Linked DNA regions of Sus scrofa: region 1 is linked to region 2. The links are chromatin contacts, called in public Hi-C maps. All regions are on one chromosome and are shown on one strand. The core of a region is the stretch at or near the end of the contact, and the rest is flanking DNA. Distances in the headings are between cores, read along the strand shown. Region 1 holds the start of THRAP3 (thyroid hormone receptor-associated protein 3). Region 2 holds the start of MAP7D1 (MAP7 domain-containing protein 1).

Region 1 (5,938 bases), core at 2,187-4,686, 52 kb before region 2:
CATGACTCTTAAGTCTCCTGGTAAACTGTGGGCAATTACTTTATGGATTATAAACCTGCACTACGAACTCTAGAGTGCTGGTTCTTAAACTATAAGACACTAATGAATCTGATGCGGAAGCTAACGACTCTAAGAAAACACCCTCCCTCACAAAAACATTAAGAGTTCAGGAACCCTCTGTAGTCCATGGATCATGGACTAAGCACGTCATGCTCTAGAGAGTATTAAAACTAGGTTATCTCCAAACACTGCCCTCCTTCCCACTGGTGCCTCTCCACTCCCATCTCTCTACTTCAGGCAACTATCATCTCCCACGCTGGACTAGTCCAACGGCCCCTGAACTGACAGTCCCCACAATCCATTTCCCACATCCCTGCAAAAGTGAATCTGAAACATACATCAGGAGGCTTCATGGCTTCCCTCAACAACCTCACCTCTCCATCTCACCTTTCACCACTTTCCTCGTTATGTGTGAGCCTCCCCTGGCCTCTTTTCAGTTCTGAAAATACACTACACTCTTCCCACCTTCTAGCTTTGGCACTTGCTCTTCCCTCTACACCTAGAACGCCATCTTGATGTCCTACAAAACTGTCTCCTCACTCTCATCCACAAAGAACTTCTCTGACCGCCCTTCGGTCTCTCCTTTTATTGGTGTCTGTCAAGTCCCCTGCTTGATACCTCCACTTCACTTCTCTCAGTTTGTAGTTTATTTGCTCACCTGTTGCGTCTTCCCCCATTATACTGTAGGCTCCCAATATGCAAGACCCCTTCTGTCTCACACTCCCCTGTACTCCCTGAGCCTAGCACAGGGCAGGTTCTCAGGCACTATTAATTGTATCATTTGTCTCAGACGTTTACACAATGAGCATGTGAAGCAGCCTACCAAAATCTAACATTTGAGAGCATAGCATTAACCATACTTCCTTCAATTCAGGATGTCACTATGCCCAAGAGAAATAGGCTAACACCATAAGATTCTTAGTGGTTAAGTCTATCCGTTCAAAAAAAAATTAATAAGTCATATATTCTATGCGCTCTTGTCAGCCTCATCCCTCCTCATCTCAGTGCTAGTCTCCAAGCTGCCGCCCTCTAATGGCTCAATGCAATATAGGACACTCTGTAATCCATAAATTCACTGACTAAACAAAATTCAAAAAGTACCTGTACTAGCTATGTCATTAAGTAATATGCTAAGGAGTTCCTGTTGTGGCTCAGCCAAAATGAATCTGACTAGGATCCATGAGGATGCAGGTTCCATCCCTGGCCTTGCTCAGTGGGTTAAGGATCCGGCTTTGCCACAAGCTGTGGTGTAGGTGGCAGATGCAGCTCAGATCAGGTGTTGCTGTGGCTGTGGGCTACAGCTCCGATTGACCTCTAGCCTGGGAACCTCTATATGCCATGGGTGCGCCCCCCCCCCAAAAAGACTGGTGTTAAAGAACAAATGAAACATGCTAAAGAATTACTACGATTGCCCTTGCTGCTATTATTACTACTATTACCACCACTACCGCTAAAATCAGACTGTACCTAGCCTGCAGACTAAAAACATCAGTCCCAAAGTTCCCGTTGTGGCTCAGCGGAAACGAATCTGACTACTAATCATGAGGATGCAGGTTCTATCCCTGGCCTCGCTCAGTGGGTTAAGGATTGGGGGTTGCGGTGAGCTTTGGTGTAGGTTGCAGACACGGCTCGGATATGGCTTGCTGTGGCTGTAGTATAGGCCAAAGGCTACAGTTCTGATTTGACCCCTAACCTGGGAACTTCTGTATGCCATGGGTGCAGCCCTAAAAAGACACATACACACATAAAACCATCAGTCCCCCAAACCAGAGATTTTTCACTGGCGCTAAGAGATTTAAAACACAAAGAGATGGAACTGTACTGTACATAAAGGCTTTTAGTTAAACGGTTCCTTACAGAAACTTCAATTGACCTCTTTTGCAAAATACAATAAAGTCTAAATGGGTGCAGGAAAAAAAAATTTTGGTATCGCTTAGATATGTACACTTGTTCACAAATTTTCCAGCAGAGAATAAACTAAGCCCAATTTGTCACACAAGTTGTTCATGGCAGCAGCCATTTTTGGCTCTTTAATAGGTTTCTAACTATATAATAATACACACATCGGGTCATCTAGATAACAGGACAGACTACAAGAAACAGTATTTCCACAAACTAGGGAAGGGAAGGCCATCTGAAAGGGAAAGAAAATGATGATGTGATAAAGGCCTTTCCACTGCGGTCCCACAATCTATAAATCCTAAAAGTGGTGATAACGATAATAGTACGTAATACTATTGTCGGTAACGAGCTAAGCGGTTTTCAGCTTAGCTCATCTAATCGTCACAGTAACCCTATAAAGTGGCCACTGTTACTCATCACTATTTTGCAGATAAGAACACTTGGAAGTGAAGCCCCTTGACTTGAAACCTAACTTGAACTCGGGCAGATGGCTCCGGGATCCTTCTGTTATGCTGCCACCAGAATCTTCATTGGCTCTCTCTTGCCAGGCTCGGATACACTCTCAGGTGTTTCCTTCAATCCAATTAATAACCTCCCCGTAAACACTGTACTACCACTAATGGCTTCGAACTTTTGGGCGCCAGCGCTACTTGCCAGCTTCTGCCCTAAGATTAACTCCAAGAGAACAGCTGATAAAAGTTCCCTGGGTGCTAGGGAAGGCGAAGAAAATTACCTCACTGAAGCAGAACACAAGCCGATGGATGACTAAAGGAAGGCAAGTCGGCCTCACCTCCAGTCCAAGAGACTGAAATGAAAGTGGGCGCACAAATGTTCCCGTGGCTGATAAATTTGGACTATGCCTCCTCTGGCCACAAGGCAGAAAGGAACGGAAGAGGTACTAACATTTATTGAGTGCCAACCACATGCGCCCTAGAAGACAGAACCAGGCCAATGGAGATTAAGTGGGGGGGAGGGTACTCAAGAGTTCCGGGAAAAGGAGAAATCCAAATAATGGGGTTCATCCGACTAAAGGGGGAGATGAAGGAAATGAAGGCCTCTCCCTGGCAGCTTTCAAGGAAGCAAAAAAGGGTAGAAGCTGCTCCGGAGAAAAGGCGGCCCCGAACGTCGGGATCTAGGCCGGAGCAAGGGGAAGCCCTGAAGGGCGGGGAGGGGGAGGAGCCGGAGAGAGCGGGGCCCGCTCAGAGGAGGCCGGGGGGTAGGCGCGGGGGAGCGGCTCCGCGCCAGGGCCTGCCAGAGAACGCTGAGCCAGCAACCGCAGAGAAAAGCTAAAAAACGAAATGACTAAAACCGATTGAGCTGCCCCAATCCCGATCAAGGGCCCTCACTTACCTGGGCCCACCGCAGCGATCGCAGCTGCAGCCTCGCAACGGCACAACCGGCCCGAACCTCGCCCCCGCCCGACAGCGCGCCCCGCGTCCGCGCTCTCTGACGGCGGTAGCGGCGGCGTCGCCCCGCGGCCTCCTGGGAAATGTAGTCTTAGGCCCGGCCCTTCAAGCCAACTTGACGGTCTACGGAACTACGTTTCCCACAAGGCAAGGCGAGTGTTGGGCCCGCCGCTTTGCGTCACGAGCCAGGTTGTTGGCAGTCACGTGGGCTGCTCCAATCCCCCCTCCCCCCGCCTGGGTGGCCTGGGGAAGAAGGAGGGAGGTGGACGGAAGGGGCGGGGGCGTTGCTGACGCCAGGGCCCCCACCATTTTGGAACCATCCTGTAGGGAGGGCCTGAGCCCCACCTACTCGTGGCCTGCCTGCGTTGTGGAAAAGCCTGAAGTGTGAATCCGCTCGCTTGGCGTTGGGTGTCTGCCTTGCCACCTCTCGCTTTGTGACCTTGAGCAAATCTTCTCCCCTCTCTGAGCCTCAATTTCCTCCCCAAGGAAATGAGGCTCGTAATTTCTACTCCGCTGAATTGTGAGGCTCCGAGAAAGTAAGGCGCAAGGAAAGCGTCTAGTCTCCTGAAAGCGCGCCTCAAAACGAAGTTGTTTTTGTGATTGTGTGACTTCCTATGGAGACCCAGAAGCCCACCTGGGCAAAGCTCTCTCCAAACTCGTCTCCCGCCACCGCTCCCCCCCACTTCCGTGACAAAGGGAGTAGGTAAAGAGGTTTTCAGTAAAGGGGTTTTCGGAAAGTGTTCTCCTGTGAAGCTCGTTAAAATGGATGCCATCACCTATTGAACCAGAGGTTTCCTGGGAAGTACAGCTTTGGAATGTGCATAATAAGCAAACCTCTCTAGTGATTCTTTTGCACATATAAGTTTGAGAGCCAGGGCTTTTCCACGGGGTTTTTGCATAGGCTGGTTTCCGCTAGAATTCCCGCTGTACTGAACTTGAATCTTTTAAGACTGAGCTCAAAAATCACCCCTTCTGTGAAGCTCTCCAAGTTTACTAGCTCCTCCTGGTCCCTGTCCTCCCATAGTACCTTTCCATCTTATTTTATAGTTATCAAGAACTGTGTTTGTCTTCCCCATCAGACTGTGAGCTGAGAACAGAGATCTGTTTTGCTGGAGTTCTGCATCCCCAGGGCAAAGTAAACAGAATAAATGTGAAAAGATATTGAAGGAATCTGCCTTTCCTGCAAGAAAAACTCACCAGGCTCAACTCAAATCTTAGTGCCACCATCAGCCTTCATGCTTACTGGCCTCACTGCTTACTCTTTTTTTTCCTTCTTTGAGCACTTACTGTGAGCTGCATGCTGTGTAGTGCTTCTTAAAAGATTCTGATTCAATTTAATTTTCTTTCTTTCTTTTTTTTTTCTTTTTCCTTTATAGGGCCGAACCTGCAGCGTATGGAATTTCCCAGGCTAGGGATTGAATCAGAGCTGCAGCTGCTGACCTACACCACCACCACAGAAATGCAAGATGAGTCTCATCTGCAACCTACTCTGCAGCTCACAACAATGCCAGATCCTTCACCCACTGAGCAAGGCCAGGGACCAAACCCACATTCTCATGTATACTAGTAGGATTCTTAACCTGCAGAGCCACAACAGGAACTCCAATTTAATTTTCAATTCACAGATTTTTCTGAGTACCTACTATAGGCTATGCCCAGTGCAAAATACTAGGAATAAAGTGGTAAAATAGGTAGATAAAAAAATGTATACTCATGGAGTTCCCATCGTGGCTCATTGGTTAACGAACCTGACCAGCATCCATTAGGATGAGGGTTCGCTCCCTGTCGTCGCTCAGTGGGTTAAGGAGCCAGTGTTGCTGTGAGCTGTAGTGTAAGTCGAAGACGTGGCTCAGATTCTGTATTGCTGTGGCTCTGGCATAGGCCAGAGGCTACACCTATGGTTGGACCACTAGCCTGGGAACCTCTATATACCGAGGGTGTGGCCCTAAAATGACAAGAAAAAAGAAAAAAGTCATTCCTCTTGGTTTCTGAAACACTTCTGTGCTGAATGACTCTTCTTACCTCTCTCCTACTTCTGCCCCTTCCCTGACCCAGAAACTTGCCCCACAATTCCAGCCTCTCTCCCAGAGTGACCTCTCTGCTTAAGTGATCTGGCACACTCGGGTAATTTTTACATCTCTTCTGTGCATTTTACTCCCTTATCTACATCTTAGCATGAACTCAGGTCCAGATGTTTGAAAGTCACCACATTCTGATTTCCCACTGGTATCTCAAACTAAACCTGCCAAAAAACCGAATTCTTTTGTCTGATAAGCATTACCTAATTAATCGTGCAGTTAATTGTTTACACATCTATATTCTCCACTAAGCTTGGAGCTCCTCAAGGAAAAGAACGCTTTATTATTTCATTTATTTATATTTATTTATTTTGGTTTCTTTAGGGCTGAAAGCTCAGCATATGAAAATTCCCAGGCTGGGAGTCGAATCAGCTACAGCTGCTGGCTGACACCACAGCCACAGCAACTCAGGATCCTCAACCCACATCCTCATGAATCCTAATTAGATTTGTTACAGCTGAGCCATGACAGGAACGCCTCCATTCCTTTATT
Region 2 (6,025 bases), core at 2,912-5,411:
GTATCACCATGCCACCTGTGCCTCCCAGCAGTGGACACATCTGCTTTCCCCACTGGGTCCAGAGCTCCCTGAGGAGCTCTGATTCACTTCTCTGCCGATGGCACAGCCAGCTGGCACAAGGTGGGTATAAGTATGGGTGTGCTGGATAGTGGCACCCATCCCATGGGTCTCTCTCCCACTCCCACAGTGCCACTCCAAGTAAAGGGGCCCTCTGTTCCCAGATACATCTCGGCTCATGTTTGTCTAGAACCCACCTCCCCCTTGCTCTCTGGCCTACATTCACCTCTCGAAGTTCTTTTTTTTAATTATTATTTTTTTTGGCCGCACCTGCAGCACACGAAAGTTCATGGCCAGGGATTAAACTCACACTACAGCAGTGATCCAAGCCACTGCAAGACAATGCTGGATCCTTAACCCATTGTGCCACAAGGGAACTCCTACCTCTTGAAGTTCTAATTAATCCATACCACCTCCTCAGGCCTCTAAAGGAATTAAAAATAATAACAATAAAAATAAATAGCCTTTATTGAGCATTAACTATGTATCAGGGCCTCTCCTGAGTGTATTATGTGTTCCTCTAATTTAATGATCCCAATGTCTCTATGTCTCTATGTGTATAATTTCCAACATTACTGTCATATTATCGATGGGAAAATTTAACTAAGGTCACACAGTGCAAGTTATGAAGGGAGATTGAAACTGTTTGATTCCAGAGTCTACACTCTTAAGCAAACTGACACCCAATTCCTGCCCCTGCCTCCCCCACATTTTGTACCTTCCTGCTGGCACCAGTTCCAGTGAGCCTGACCACAATAATGGTGACAACACCGTACTGCGGGCTTCTGTGTGCCAGACTCCTGTAGCTCCATCATCTCTAACCCTCACATTAACCCAAAATGCTCCTTGTAGAAACTGTGGCCGGAGAAGGTAAGTCACTTGCTCCAGTCCACACTCATCCCCGACTCCATGCGGCCTCCTGTTAACGCTCCATGCAAAGGGAACTCAAAGAGAGCAAGGATCCTGTCATGTGTGCTCAGCGTCTCAGACCCATGCCCCCCACTCTCACAGGGCACATACAAGGGATACTGTCTTTACTCCCAGGAAGCCCTTGACTCATAGGGCCCCTTGTCACCTTCGACTTCTGTATAGGGACGGCCACCATCTGACCCAGATTCTCACGTAAGTCCATTCTGGCCCCTGTGTATAGAAGAGTCCGCCCAATCCAGGACCCCGTATGCAGGACCCACCCAGGCCCCTCAAGTATTCCACCCGTGCCCTCATATTCAGCCCCAATATCCGACTTATATGCCCTACTTGTAGACCAGCCACCTACCCCAGCCGTCATCTATGGCCCAGTAATCACCTCCATTCGGGCCCCGATGTACACACAGTGCCAGGGACCCTCAGCTGCAGAGGGCCAAAAAGCAGATGGAAGGGGCCCAGGCTAGGCCTCCCTGAATGTCCCCTCTCAGGCTCAGCAGGGCCAAAACAGACCCAAGTGCCATTGTTCCAGCACAGCCTCCAAACCTCCCAAACTACACCAGTCTGATAAGCTCCCCTCTGCGTCCGTCAGCTCCCATACCCACAGGGTCCCCCTGAAGCACCCACACTGGCATGGGGAGGAGCCCACCCACAGCCAAGCGGCTCCACCTTGTCCTGGGCTCTCCGCACCCATAGACACTGTTTCATCCTGGGCCTACACCCCAGGGGGCAGGGAGGTGACAGGGATTAGGCTCTAGGACTCTCTGGAGGTGTGGGGTTGGGGCCACCTCCCCCCTGAGTCAGTGGGAACAGAACTCGGGTCCTCAGTAATCATGCTCTTCCCTCCCTTTCCAGGAAGAAAGAGAAAGAGAAATCCCTCCCTCCAACCCCAGGCCCAACCAGAAACCTGTCCCCACCCCCTCATCAGCTGCTCCCAGATCCGAATGGGATTTGCAGAAGTCCCGGCACTGGTGGTTGGTGGGGTGAGGGGAGGAGAGAGGAGAGCTTTGAAGGGGGGGGGGGGGGGAGTGTGTGTGTGTGTGTGTGTGTGTGTGTGTGTGTGTGTCAAAAGAAGGTAGGTATCTGAGGCCTCAGGCTGAGGAATGATGTGGCAGGTCCCTGGAGTGCCGGCCTCGTACATTCTCCAGGGAAAGCCTCAGACCCAGAGAGGCTGAAAAGGAGGACGACAGGATGGACAGATTTACTTCTGGCCCCCTCCTCCCCAAATCGGACTGGGTGGGCTCCAGAGTAGGCCAGGCTGCAGGGGAATCAGCCCACTCCCCAGCTCCCGCCCTCGCCCCAAACAATGCCGCTTCCCCCTCCCCCTCGCCTTTATCCGGCGGGTTACTTGGCAGCCGCCGCTAGAGACCTCCCCCTCGCCTCCCCTCCCGGCCAGCCCTCTGCAGCAACAGGCCCTTTGCGCGGCAGCTGGAGGGATGGGGTGGGGGCGAGGTCTGGGCCAGGGCCTGGGCGTGGGGGGCGCCAGGGCCTAGGCTTCGGTATGCAAGGCTTCCGGCCTGAAAATCTGGACCCCCGACACACACATCCAGGCAGGGGTCACACGTGCCCATCAGGGATGGGGAGGGGGACAGACGCCCCACTCGGGAGAAGAAGATCTTCAAGGCCTGGGGTGGACTGGGAAGGTGGGTAGAGGCAGGGAAGCTGAGGTGACACTGGACGGGGGCAGAAGGGTCACCAGCAACTCCACAGCAGGGTCCCGGCGGACCCCGCCGCTCAGGCCTTCCCAGCGCCCGGGGTGGGGGAGGGGGCAGCTGTCAGAAGATGCGTCTGTGGCCCAGAGCCGCCGACGCCGCCACAGCCTTTATTTTTAAACTTCCAAGTGGTCAGAGGGCGCGGCGAGGGAGGGGTCCCCGCTGAGCGGGCCGGCCTCATCCTCGGCCTTCCCGAGGCCCCTAGATGCCCCTCTCCCATCTATCCTCTGGCATACCTGGGGGTGCGCCGGCACCCGGCTCCGAACGCGAGCCGCTCTCCATGGCTGCGGCGTTACGGCTGGGGGGGTATCTCGGGGGTCTCAGCGGCGACGGCGGCGGCGGCCGGCGGCCAAGATAGGGGTCCCGCGGCGCATCACGCCCGGCCCGGCCCGGCGGGCAACGATTCGGAGGTGGAGGGAGCTCCGGAGAAGGTCGAGGCTGACTCGGCTGGTGGCCTGCGGGCTCGGACTCGCCGGCCGCCCAGTGTCTGCCGGCTCCGGCCGCGATTCTGCTCCTTGCCAGTCGCCGGCCCAGTCCCGGCCGCGGCCCAACCCTATTGTACCGCCCGGGCTGGGCCTGGCCTCCCCGCCGGCGCGTACCAAGTGCGACGCGGGGAGAGCCGCCCCCGCAGCGCCGGAGCACTGAGCGGCCGCGCGCGCGCCCCGCCCCCGTCCTGGGGCGCGGGACCTCGAGCCTGGGGACGCCTCTAATGCGGGCTGCGGTGGAGGGGACGCCACGACACCCGGAGAACGCCCGTCCAGCTGCCTCCCCCGCGGCCGCGCGTTGGTATGCGCCGCAGCGTGAGCCGACTATGTAGGGAGCGCTTTGGTGACTCACCCGCCGCTGGGACTGAGGGGAGTAGGGGGGAGCCGGGATGGGAACCCCCAATCCCACCCTGGAGCCTGGGAGCTCCGGTTCTGGGGATCTCAGCGGCAGCTTCCAGTCTACATTCTCTCCCAAGCCCACCTCCAATAAATTCACCTGGGAACGTGGGGAGACCTGAAGGAGGGTCACAAGAAGCTCCCTAAAAGGGCTATGCTTTCTCTCCCCCGGTGATGGCTGGGGTGGGGAGAGGCCCGGGAACCTTTACGCCTGCCCTTCCTCCATCATCCCACAGTTGGTGTCTTCCCTGCTCCTCTGGGGTAATTACAGACCTGCACCACTGCTTTACCCAAGTCTCTAATCTTCTGGGTCTCTCCCGGCTCCAAACTGGGTGGTCCAGGCTCTGAACCACCCCCAGCCCCATCAGAGGACCCCTCCAGGTTCTCCGAAAGGATTTTTCTCCCCTGTGTCCTGTGGAAGGAGGCAATAAGTCCCTTCTGACTCCCCTCCCCCAAAGTAGTCCTATTTCCCAGGCCTGGGGAATCGATCCCCCAATCCCCTTGCTAGTGCCAGCTGAGGTGGGGCCTCAAGCCGAGTCAGGCCCAGCTTGAGCAGAGAGCTGGGAGCTTGCTGGGAAGGTGGATCGATGATGGTGCTGCAGGGATTGACAGAGGGGAGGAAGGAGGAGGCGCAGCTGGGCCCTGGCCACCCCATCCCTGCCCTTTGTCCTGACCTCCAGAAGGTCAGTTGTCTGGTTCTCCGTTGCCCAAAGATTAGGCCCAGCGATATGCTGTCCTCTGTCCCCCTCCCCTTTCCCGCCAGTGCCTCCTTTGAGCAGCTCCAGAGAGCAGCCATTTCAAGGCGGAGGGTTGGGAACAAAAGAGTCTGAGTCTCAGGCCACCTGGGAGCTGACTGTCCTGGGAGGAATGAGTAGTTGGGGGCCCGACCCTTCTTGGGAGGGCCCTGGAGGGAAAATACTACCTTCCCCAGTCCGAAAACATTAGCAAAGGATAATGATAGAAAGCCTGCAACTAGAGCTGGTCATCTTAAGCTACTGTCTTAACTTTTCTGAAACCCAGTTTGCTCACATAAAATCAGGAAGATAATTATATTGAGGGAACATGGGGTCGATGTAAAGGTGATTAAGGCAACGCAGATGAAGTGCTTAGTACTGAGCCTGGCGTATAGGAATAAATAAGGGTGGTGATGATGATGAGCTTCAAAAATACAAGTGCATTAAGATGAGAAGCAGATCCCCCATCTTTATTGCCAGCCATCCTATCTGACAATAAAGATCCCCAGGGGGATGATGGAGCCCAGGACTGTCCTTTGTGAGGTCACCCTGTGGATGAGGGAGCCCAGGACTGACCTTTGGGAGGTCAGAGGCCTCAGGGCCTGCATCTTCCAGAGCTGAACCTGCCCACCCCGACCCAGGCAGTGACTAGACTCAGAATTCAGGAACAGAATCCAACAGGGGAAGGGCCTTCCGGGATGGTTCTCCCTCACCCCCATACACAATCTTGAGACTGTTGCAGGGACAAAGACATATATAGGTGAGAATAGTGAGGTACCCTCATTAGCTAGAGCTCCAGGGCAGCGGAGGGGGGAAGGATGGCTGAAAATGAAAGGATAGGCCAGGGATGGCCTATGTAGGAGGATTTGAATGCCAATTGGCATCATGATCTATACAGTGGAGGTCTTGGGGAGCTGCTGAAGGTTCTTCGGAAGGGGAAGGATTGGCTTTAGAACTGGAAATCCTCCATTGTGTCTAATGGTGGGGGATTGACTTTGAGGAGCTCCCGCAAAGAGACAGTGTAGGGTATTAGCCTACTCAGTGGTTCTTAACTAGAGGCAGTTTTGCTCCCCAGGGACATTTGGCAATATTTAGAGGCATTTGTGGTTGTCGTAACTAGGGGTGTTACTGGTATCTAGTACTTAGTCACCAGGGTTGTTAACATTCTGCAAGGCACGGGACCACCCCCAGAACAAAGACCCATCAGGCCCCAAATGTCAGTGGTGCCAACGTTGAGGAGCCCTTCCTTAGACTGAGGCACCTGTACCTCCTCACAGGATGCTAGCGGTGGGAGTTAGGCAACTTGACATTCTCTGGCCAGCCTCAGAAGGCTTCCTACACGTCCGTCCGATGGATGCATCCGATGGGTCGGCAGCATCGAGTCCTGGGAGGATGACTGAGGGGAGCCAGGAGAGCACCCGTGTCCTGTGAGTGCTGCAGTAAGACCAGACAGTCGGAGTGGACTCCTTGCCATCTGCCTCCTAACTGATCGGGATCCTTGGTGGACCCCAGGCCACAGCAACTGACAGGGCTTAGAGTGGGTGTCTCTGAGGTTGGGGCTGAGTGATCGTGTTCCCCAAACATTACACATCCCAGAGAAGGAGAAGGGGAGCACTTGCAACATCATGGGCTGAGGCCCCAGCAGGATGCCCTGCCCTCTAAGGTAAACGGTGAGGAGCTGTCACCTTCCTGTGCCTCCCCTTCTGCCTGGGGCAGT

What was found. A called contact is a pair of places that touch in the nucleus more often than the background predicts.
Region 1: a contact with region 2 is called in a Hi-C map of liver, with 3 times the contacts expected there. The contact joins the promoter of THRAP3 here to the promoter of MAP7D1 in region 2. A contact is called at or near these places in 6 of 47 Hi-C or Micro-C datasets (embryonic fibroblasts, heart right ventricle, liver and 1 more) and 2 of 2 datasets of contacts at active chromatin or transcription factors (alveolar macrophages and skeletal muscle).

The regions. Positions count from the first base shown.
Region 1 is chr6:92,347,519-92,353,456 of Sscrofa11.1, reverse strand. It overlaps THRAP3 (thyroid hormone receptor-associated protein 3), which reads right to left and starts at 3,436. Exons shown (of 12, transcript XM_021095929.1): 1 at 3,313-3,436.
Region 2 is chr6:92,296,128-92,302,152 of Sscrofa11.1, reverse strand. It overlaps MAP7D1 (MAP7 domain-containing protein 1), which reads right to left and starts at 4,161. Exons shown (of 18, transcript XM_021095927.1): 1 at 2,930-4,161. The coding sequence starts at 2,975.